Regions from separate parts of the Gasterosteus aculeatus genome. Here region 2 is linked to region 1. A link is a contact called in public Hi-C data. All regions are on one chromosome and are shown on one strand. The core of a region is the stretch at or near the end of the contact, and the rest is flanking DNA. Distances in the headings are between cores, read along the strand shown.

What was found. Hi-C and Micro-C count contacts between places; a contact is called where the count stands out from the background.
Region 2: a contact with region 1 is called in a Hi-C map of tail fin, with 2.7 times the contacts expected there. The contact joins the enhancer-like site here to the promoter of fabp10a in region 1. A contact is called at or near these places in 4 of 6 Hi-C or Micro-C datasets (skeletal muscle, tail fin and whole body).

Annotation. Positions count from the first base shown.
Region 1 is chr20:3,147,905-3,152,905 of fGasAcu3.hap1.1, forward strand. It overlaps fabp10a (fatty acid binding protein 10a, liver basic), which reads right to left and starts at 2,133. Exons shown (of 4, transcript XM_040164209.2): 1 at 1,742-2,133; 2 at 1,393-1,565; 3 at 1,149-1,238; 4 at 915-1,025. The coding sequence starts at 1,808. The coding sequence ends at 975. It overlaps myom3 (myomesin 3), which reads right to left. Exons shown (of 37, transcript XM_040164190.2): 32 at 4,705-4,810; 33 at 3,780-3,943; 34 at 3,654-3,690; 35 at 3,469-3,491; 36 at 3,339-3,394; 37 at 2,508-3,224. The coding sequence ends at 2,946.
Region 2 is chr20:3,325,661-3,330,566 of fGasAcu3.hap1.1, forward strand. It overlaps slc9a1a (solute carrier family 9 member A1a), which reads right to left. Exons shown (of 12, transcript XM_040164192.2): 12 at 2,880-4,906. Among protein-coding and RNA genes, the nearest start is that of LOC120810003, 4.0 kb to the left of the region's middle. Within about 2 kb of position 1,506, at least 2 of the 9 cell types and tissues checked have open chromatin away from gene starts, as enhancers often do.

The sequences.
Region 1 (5,001 bases), core at 883-3,382:
TTTTTATGTGACTGGGAGAACACTTGGTTAATACGTTCCGGTAGAATCCCGAATAAACGACTGGGTTTTCCCACATGCCAACGTGCGTTAACATTAGCATGTTGTTAGCATGTTGTTAGCGTGTCCTGCTATCGGCAGTAACGCCTCTCTACTGCAGGAAGTCACTCACAGGAGCGCTGCACCCCTGCGGCGACGTTTACGAATGAAACTGCTGCTCGTCACCATTCACGTTACGTAACGTTAACGCGTTCCGACCGGTGCTGCAGTCCAACGTTAGATTCCCGGTTCGCCTTTGGGGGACAGTGGGTGACGTTGACGTTAACGTAAACTGCAACAATGCAACAACACACCCGCCCCCCTAGCTTAGTGTTAACGTTAGCTTGCCGGCCGCTAGCTAGGTGTTAGCGAGCCAGACGCGGGGGGGTAATTAGTTATACGGAACAATATTCGGTTGAAACACAACTAGCGCACGTTTTAGCCACCCCTGGTTTGAAACCAGTTAGCCATTTTGTTGATGTTGCTAACTAACTTAGCATCATGTTAGCTCAACTGACAACATACCTGGAGTCGTCGGCGATGTTTCTCACGAAGAGAGACGTATTAGGCGGCCTCAGGTACCTCGCCATTTTAACGGCCGGTTGCTATAATTCTCTAAAAAAAAAAAAGACCAGTAAATTTGTTTACTACAGCAATTTTCTTTTGCCCAAACTCGTTCGCTTTACAGCAGCAGACGGTGTGGCCCCGAGTCTGCGGTGCGCATGCGCACAAATATACGGCCACGATGGCACATGCGCGCTCACACACGAGCACAAACAGACAGATCCCAACCTGACATGTCCAACGCGTCTTATTACGTCACCATAGCACGCATGTTATGACTGCAGTCTGTCACACGCAAATAACACACTACACACTTATTATTTCACTTTTTTTATTATATAGAAAATAGAAAATTGGTTTATTCTCTGCCAAGTTTACATCTTTTTGCTCTTCCTGATAAGAGTTGTTGAGCCCATGGTCAAGGTCTGAAAGAGGACAGAGCAAAGAGAAGCACATTAAATGTGTGCCCATGATGCATTACATTACATATGACATCACCATACATTAAGTTTTAAACAATGAGTGAGTTTGTGTACGATATGCCACACCTCAACCATCTCTCCTCCCTTGAGCTCTTGGATGTGGGAGAACTTGCCGGTGTTGCAGACCAGTTTGCCCCCCTCCAGATTGACAATGCACTGCAGGTCAGAGGAGGGACACAATTCACACAATAAACACCTCCAAAACAGGCTCACCTGAACCAGTAGGAGATCATTTTGGACATCAAATTGGATAAGAAATAGGGCACAGAAAAGTCAGTGTTGTGACGTAGAAATCCACGGTAGTACAAACCTTGAGCTTCTTGCCGTCCATGGTGGTGATGTCGGCCTCCTTTCCGACGGTAAAGGTGTTGGTCACAGTCTTCCCAGGTGTCTTGGAGGTGACAACAAAGTCGTTACCCTTCTGCTTGATCTCAGTAATGGGCTTGATGCCCTTGGCCATCTTGATGACGTCTTCTGGAAGTTCTGGCAAGCAAAGCGTACATTTCTTTCGTCAATACATGCACAGTGAAATGTGCAAGCGTCAGCGGTTTGGTTATATTTAACCTCAGAATGATGCAATTGCATCAAAGGCTTCCAAATATAGTGGATGTATTTGTACTGTGAAACAAAAAACAGAGTGACTGGTTTTGTTTTCTCACCCATGACCCTGAGGAACTCCTCGTAGTTCTCCTGGGAGTAGACCTGCCATGTTCCATTGAAGTCCATGTTCTCTAGGGTTCTACTTTGACGAGGCGGGCTGGAGGCTGAGACAGCTGCGTGAAGCTCGACACACTGTGGAGGATGCGACTGTCACGCTGCACCTTCTTATACAGGAAAGCAGGCGTCCAATGAGTAACTGACCCCCTCCGGAGAAATCCCCGCTGTTTGAACAACCTGGAGTTCACTTACTCCTGTCGGGACAAACGTTGGCTTCCACCAAAGATTAGTGTACATGGTCGTTTGTGTCAAGTGTGATAAAAAAGACTCACTGATAAGAAATATGTAATAACTTTTTTAGGCATTTCGGAATAAAAAAATTGAATCATTTGCACACTTTTCATTTACAGACTGAATGGAGTTTGAGGAGGATAACGTGCAGCATTACAATTAGAAAATATTTCATTTAATAAACCATAAGATGGATTTCCATGTATTTTATTTCATGACGAATAGAATGCGTGTGTGCAACCTTTCCTTGTTGTGTCGTTTAACCTCTAACGTGAGTAACTGAGCAACGCCCTGTAGGTTAACGACACTACGGACTGTTTGCTTTTGACGAGACTTGATCTCTGCTTGTACAAAAGTGTACATAAAGAAAGCTGCAGACATATATTTTCTTTAACACATAACCAAAAAATAAGCTTGTATTCTGATTAAGAACCGTAAGAGGGAAATTGATCAATAAATAGATGAAAATAAAAGATAATCACTTGAAATGAATTTATTCACACAGAACACAAATGACAAACCCGATTCACCGACGGCTCTACAGACCAGTAGGATTTAGATTCTTAGTGAACCCTTGAAACAATTCACTTTTATTATCACGGGTTATGACAACCTTAAATATAATGTGACAGGAGAACAAGTAGAGAAGCTAATGCAAGATAATGTTTCAGCCAATGTGTGCTGACATCCACTCGCTTATAATCACAGGACATGTAAGTGCACAGCAATGAATCCTCTGAGTGTATAAATTTGATTACATATTAATTGGTTAATGTTGAATTTGACCGCTTAGGACTCTTTTGCATGCCTGTCCTGTGGGAAAACCTGACATTTTGATGTCACTACACTGTTTAGAATTGAAATCGTATACACGTTTTGCAGTATAGGTGGTTAAATAATAACACATGATAAACTTTAGGCATAAAACCCCATCTCCACAGCGCACGGCGGCGGCTCCTCTCCGTGCTTGTAAACGCTGACGGTCACGTCCACCGTTTCAGCGCCAAACTGGTTGCGCACGGAGATGCTGTATTTTCCAGAGTCGGCCATGGTGACGTTGTTGATGGTGATGGTGCTGCACCTGGGCTCCTTGGTGATGTCGAACTGGGTGTGTTTAGCGATCTCCTTGTCGTTCCGAAGCCAGGTGACCTCCGGGGCGGGTTCGCCGTCGACGAAGCACGTCAGACACAAAGACTTGAAGGGAGGACGAGGAGCAGTGAAGAAAACAGGAAATGAGCGATGGGACTGTTCGGCCTGTTGCCACACAAAATGATGTAATGTGGTGCCGTTTCCCTGACGACGTCCTACCTTCCCTTCCATGATGGCCACCACGTCAGGAAGGCCCTTTGTCACTCTGGCCCGATCTGAAACGAAAAACAAAAGCGACAATAATGCCCTGCTGAAATATCTCTGTATTCACACAGGAGGCGTGACTCACTCTTCTCAGCGATGGCCTCTTGCCTGAGGGACGAACACAAGGAGTCAAACCAACTATGACGTGGCACAGCGTCATGGCAACCATAATCTGTCCTGAGGTGTTTTTGCGAACTAATAGCTTGATGAGCATGCTCAGTGTTTGCTGCGCTGGAAAACGTCACCCACTGCTCGTAGCGCAGCACTTACTTCAGCCGCTGGTGCTCCAGCAGGGCGTCGGCAAACGCTGTGGAAAATAATGGTGATCGAGATTGTCGTTTAGCTTGTCTGCTCTGGAAAATGTTCTCTCAGTCTAGACCGGCCATTTCCACCCACCTTGTCCAGACAGGTCCAGGTGCCGCTCGCGCGTCTCTTTCCCATCGAACATCTTCAAGATGTATTTGCCTTTGTCATTTTCTGTTGGGTTGCAGATTTCAATCCAGACTTTCTCCGTATTGCTGCCGGGCTTCGTCCTGGTTTCCTGATCGATCCTCTTCTCTCTGCAAGGAAGGAAGCAAAGACAATTTCCCCAAAAATTTGCTCACCAAAAACATATCATGGAGATAATCACGCGTGTCCCCTGGAACAAAGCGGCGAGCTTAGATTTAGAAGTGGATTTTTTCTTCTTTTCACATCTTTTTGAGTTGGATGAAAGCAATTGATGGTAAAGGTTTCTAAAAAAAAAAACATACACGTTGAAGCTAAAGTGACATGTTACAATTTAGACTATAATCATACAAAAGTTATTATTATATAATCATTATTCCAGAATAAGAAACCTGTCAATCAAACCTGTTTGTTCTGTTTTTAAGGCAGTCCTTCAAGCCCCCAGCAGGTGTTGCTTGAGGCCTTCCAGCAAAAACATTCCCCCCTCAGCCTTTTCACAGTCATTTTAAAATGATTCACAATGTATTAAATCTAATCACAGGATCGAGTCACAGAAACACACGTGCACGACAGGACAGTTGAGAACAAAGTCCAACAGTCCAGTGGAACAGCTTCCCGCTCGCTTTCTTAATTATTTTATGGGTTACCTCTGAACCGGCTTACAAGCCGGTCCGTGAAGCTCCTTCTGTGGCCACACTGCTACAGATGGTTCATCAGACAAACCCCACTTTAAGCTACTTCTCATTGGTTTTTCTGTGCAGGTGTTTGTGCGCACAAGGATCTTTAACATTTCTATTTATCACGGGTATTTTTTGGAACACTTCGTCATCGGCAGGGCGGAGAGGTCAGACAGGTGCTTCGCACGCGGACTCACTTGAAGAGCCAGCTGGTCTTCAGGAAGCTCATGTAGTATTTGAGGGAACAGTAGAGCATGAGACCCACAGCGGTGCTCTGAACCTTCAACGGGCTGGCAGACAATGCTGCAGAGAGGGAGAGAGAGACAGTCTGCGTATCCCTTTCCGTGTCCTCGCCCATTTCATGTTGCATATTTCGAATGCAACACACACACACACACACACACACAACAACCAATTAGTAACACGGCTTTCAGTCGTTTCCTCCCCATCACAAACAAAGCAGATGTGAAGCAAATTCATTGGCACATTCCACA
Region 2 (4,906 bases), core at 256-2,755, 180 kb after region 1:
GGACGGCCTGTAGTCAGACAAACGGCCTCTGTGTGGCTCGGAGTAAAGGCACCGTATCACACACACACCCAGCGGCCACTTCAACAGGAACACCTTGTGCAATCCGATCCCATACAAGGCCAGAAGGTTGTTTAGAGAACATCAAGAGGTCTTTCTGACGCGCTGCCAACGTCGTCCATGACAATACGGGTCAAATGTATTTATTAACGACTTTGACACAATATTAGATTGCACAGCTCCTGAAAACATGCCATGAGTCACCGTGAATAAGTTCCCCCCTGTGAGTTATTCATGCTTTTATGCTCATTCCAACGAAATTAAATACCAATTGCTCTCTGTTTTTTTTTTTTTAACAGACATGTAAAGTCAGTATTTCTGAAAGAGGCCGCGTCCGGTCGTTGAGCTCGGCCAGCCGGTGACGGGCCCGCAGTTCATCACCGGGGATGGATGAGCGAGGCGACACAGTGTCACCGCCGTCCCCGGCACGGAGGAAACCAAAGCGCAGGCATTCTGCTCTCACAAAGAGAGACACACACACACACACACACAACCGGCTCCCATCACCACGGAAACCAGCTGCTGTGTCCAAACGTGGTGCGTGGGGGGGGGGGGGGGGGGTGGAGAAGGTTGGACGCTCTCAGGGGGAGAAGGCAGCGACATCAGAGGACCCGCGCACGACGGGCTAATTTGGGATTCGTCAAACGGTCACAGGAACGACCACGTTGCGCGCAGAAGTCACGCAGGGGGGGGGGGCGAGTGTCTCCCCAAACATTTTCTGCAATGGATCACCGCCTGTAAAAAGTCCTGTGATCCATAACCAATTCAATTCTGTCCCGAGCCGCACTGATGTTTTATTCATCAAGCGAGATGCCAACGGGAGAGTCCATCTCTGTGCTCCACTCACGCCAATACATCAGACGAGACGTAGAGGGGGGGGGGGGGGGGGGGCGGGGCAGGGGGCCCGATGCGGCGTCATAAACATCAGTAATAGCTGACCCTGCATGAGGTGAGACACACCGGGCCAAGCGTATTGAACGTCCAGCCGTCGGCCCCTATGAATTCTGGGTCGCCTGAAATCCCGATGCTGGATCGCAGTAAAGTAGTCGGATCTTTTAGGGAAGTATACTTTTAGTTTATGTCGTGGATTGAAAAGCCTGTTGTCCGTTAACCCTCCATGATTAATGACATTAAGGTAATCCTTCTTTTCTAATAAAACCAACCTTTAGATAAACTAGACATATGAATGAATGACCCATTTGGTGATTCCTCGTCTCTCGAACAATAAGCTCGTGTTTGTCTGTTCCTTTAATAGAAACGGGACGCGAGGCCCACCGGGTCACCGGGGGGGTCACAACATTTCTGGTTGTGCGACCCGAAGACGGCAACGCGTTGCCCGGTGAGGAAGGCGGGTGCACGTGGTTCAGAGCTTCTCATTGCATAAACACGACATGGGACATGTGAAATGAGAGGGAACGCAAAAGCAAACACACACGTGAAGCGGATGGAAAAGAAAGCCTCCCTCCCTCCCTCTCTCCCTCCCTCCCCAGCACAAGCAAACAGAGCACTAACCATTCCTAAAGAGGGTGGGAGGCGAGGAGAGGCCTCGTTGAGGAGCGAGCGGAGGTCCGCGGCTGCACGACGCCACCCGCTGGCGCCTCATGCGCATCGCACCGGCGAGGCCCAATCGCAGCGGGCGCACAATTCACCCGTTAAGTCATTCGCACAAAACACTCAGACAGCTTCTACCTGGGGGAGTCTGACTGCAGCAAAACAGAAGCCGAACATCAGGTCCAATCCACACAGCATGAGGTTAGTGAGTGTTTGTTTGATTTTTTTTTTTTTTTTTTTTAAAGGAGCCAAGAAGTCAGTCAGCTGATGAATTTGTGTTAGCAAATGTAATTCATTCACAAGAGGAGACACAGAACAAAGATGATTGTGTGAAACATGATCAATGTACACAATCAGAAGCTGTTGGGCCTCTGTGGGGCGATGAGGATTTTGAAGCGGCTTCTCTTCGGAATGATTTTGAAGATCTTCTCATCTGACCTTCGACGAGACTTCCCCACTATACAATATAAAATATCTTTAAACGTGAGTGTAGATATCAGACATCCAGCGTGTTTCACATCCGTGACATTACAGATTTATTAGTCGGATATCGTTAACTTTGCTCTCTTGCTGATCCGGGAAGTTGAGCTTATTTCACTGTTTACTTACGGTTAATTCCTCTGGATGGTTTTCAGTTTTAAGCCCTTCAAATGCAAATATGTAAAGAGGATTTGCAGCCAGCGACAATGCTGCTAATTAGAGTCTGAAATTAAACTCCTCAGATGTGAAATGAACTTGGCCACCCGGAGGCTCTGCAAGCAAATGATAGAATGCAGCAAACGCCAACAATTAAAACGAGTGGTGATAGTAAATAGGGCACATCCATGCCAGGATGTAACAGAGGAAATGTGGATGTTTGGCCGAGCCGGTTAAAAGCAGCGCGCCAGTCACTGTGAGCGGAATGAACAGCCCCCTCCCCCGGCCCGGCCCCCCCCCCGAGCCGCCGTCTCTGGTCATCACGGCCGAGAGACGGCGTGAACAACTCCGACAGGCAGGCGGCTCATTCGGTTCATTAGACAAAGCAAAGCGTCCTCCAGGTGCGTGAATCCAACGCCTCCCTTAATGTTTGACCTTTGGGAGCCAGTCGCTCTGGTGGCAAAGGTCGCAGCGCGTGTGTCGACGGCGCACTTTCCCTTTTCTCACATCGTTGCTCAAAGGCGCATCAGAAAGGGAAGAAACTGGCCAACAAAGATTTCATTTGTGTGAACTTGAGTGTCAAATGATGCCAAAGTGATTTGAAGGAAGCAAAAGAGGAGACGTGGACGGCGCGCTGCTACAAAGTGAAACTTTAATTTGGTTTACAGTTTGTGACGTGGTTTCATTCGTGGTTGTTAGTCTGACTGCTCATCACAGGGATGGAATGCTGAAAGCTAAAAGAGGAATCAACCAGATCGCTTTCAGATTTGTACATACATATTCATTTTCTAATACATTTTTCTTTATTATATATATTCCCATTTATTTATATAAAATTAAATAAAATCTCTTAATTATTGCAAAATTTAAATTTTCATACTGCAAATAATTGAAGGGCACATGACAATGAAAAAAGAAAAGAAAAATAAACCAATTAAAAAGAGAAATGCAATCGGATATCTCAAGTCGACCATAGCAAAGGATTTAAAACCCTCAGGACTAAAAGCTCCAAATACATTCCGGCGTGTGAAGCCCCCCATGGACATTCCTGTCCCCTGTGATGCGTCACCTGATCACGCTGCAGGAAACATCTCACAGCAGCGCCTGGAGATAAAAGGTACAGCTGCGAGTGCTCGAGAGGTGGCGGTTGGTGCAAAGCGACGGGGTAAACATTATTTGGGCGTCTTTGGGTGGATGACGTCGTTCTGTGGGCGCCTTAAAAGGAACATTTCACTGCGGATCACGTGGAAACCAAATTAGTGTTTTTCCAATGAAGGCAGATTTGGGATCTGTGTGTTTCTCAAAGAACAGATCGACCTTTTCTCCGCTCACAACAATCGTGCGAGACCCAAATGTTCATTGAAGCAGCTTCTGGTAACTAATGTCTGTAAAGATCCCGTCGGAAACCAATGCAAAGACAAATACAGTTTCATACAAAAGTGCATTCCAGTGTTCCACAGAAGAGAGTAATGATAATAATAATGGTCTTTGGGTGAACTTAAAAGGCTTTTCCACACAGAACGAGGATCTCTCTACGGCTACGGAACCAAAAACTGTTCATTATGTCAATATATCAAACAACGCCGTTAATTTGATACACTATTTGATTCAGTCGGAGTGTTTAAAAGGTTTCTTTTGCAAACCAGGAAAAACAAAGAAGTATAATTGAAGCATTCGCTTCACTCGTCCCACTGAAACAGAACAACTTCAGCAGAAACGGGGGTTTAAATCTGGCGAGCCGTACCGATCAGAGTTTATGGGCGTGGATCACAAATGGAACACGTTTGAAAGACAAACGCGAGAAGCAGAAGGAAAAGGCCACAGCGAAATGAAGCAAACGGACGAAAAACAAAAGAGTGGAAGTTAAGACCATCGAGCGTTCGTCTGAAGACACGAGCGAATTCTTTTTGAGCGTCGAGCGAGACGAAAGGCAAAAGGTGACGCGTGTGCGACGCCACGGCGTGTGAATACAATAGAAGGTTCTTCTGCAGGCTGTATGGCTTAAGATTAACAGTTCCCGTCCCAAACATTTCCCCCGCGGAGAATGTTTGCCCAAAAATATGCATTTCATTCGAAAACTAAAAAGTATGAAAATAGTGTTTTTCTCTTAACAATGTTTTTGAGCGTCGGTGTGATTGTTTTAATCTGAATGGGAGGTTTTTTTTTTTTTTTTGGTCTCTTCATATTTTAATCACATCCCCGAAGCAAACAATTGCTTTGACACACACACACACACACACAAAATAAATGCACAAATCCCACGGCGCATGCAACTACCCTGTTCCTCTAAGCAGCAACAAGGAGGATTTGAAAGGGGGGGGGGTCTTTGAGGGGCTTTCAAAGAGCCTTCTCCTTTCGACCCGTCCCTGTTGACATTTCCAGCTCACTCCTCCACGCCGCTGACATTTCCGACAGTAAATTGAATTTTGTGCAGACAGGGAAATGAGATGCTTTAAGGTTTGACCCCCCCCCTGGTCTCTCGGCTACAATTACCCTTTTAAAAATTTGGAAGCATTGGAAAGTACAAGGAAGGGGGAGGGGGGGAGAAAAGGAACACGGACGCGTTCGACAGCAGTGAGCGTACGCTCGCGCTCGCACATTAACACGCTCTGATTTACACGAGTTTACACGCGTTTTTGTGCACAAGGCCGAATATCCTCGT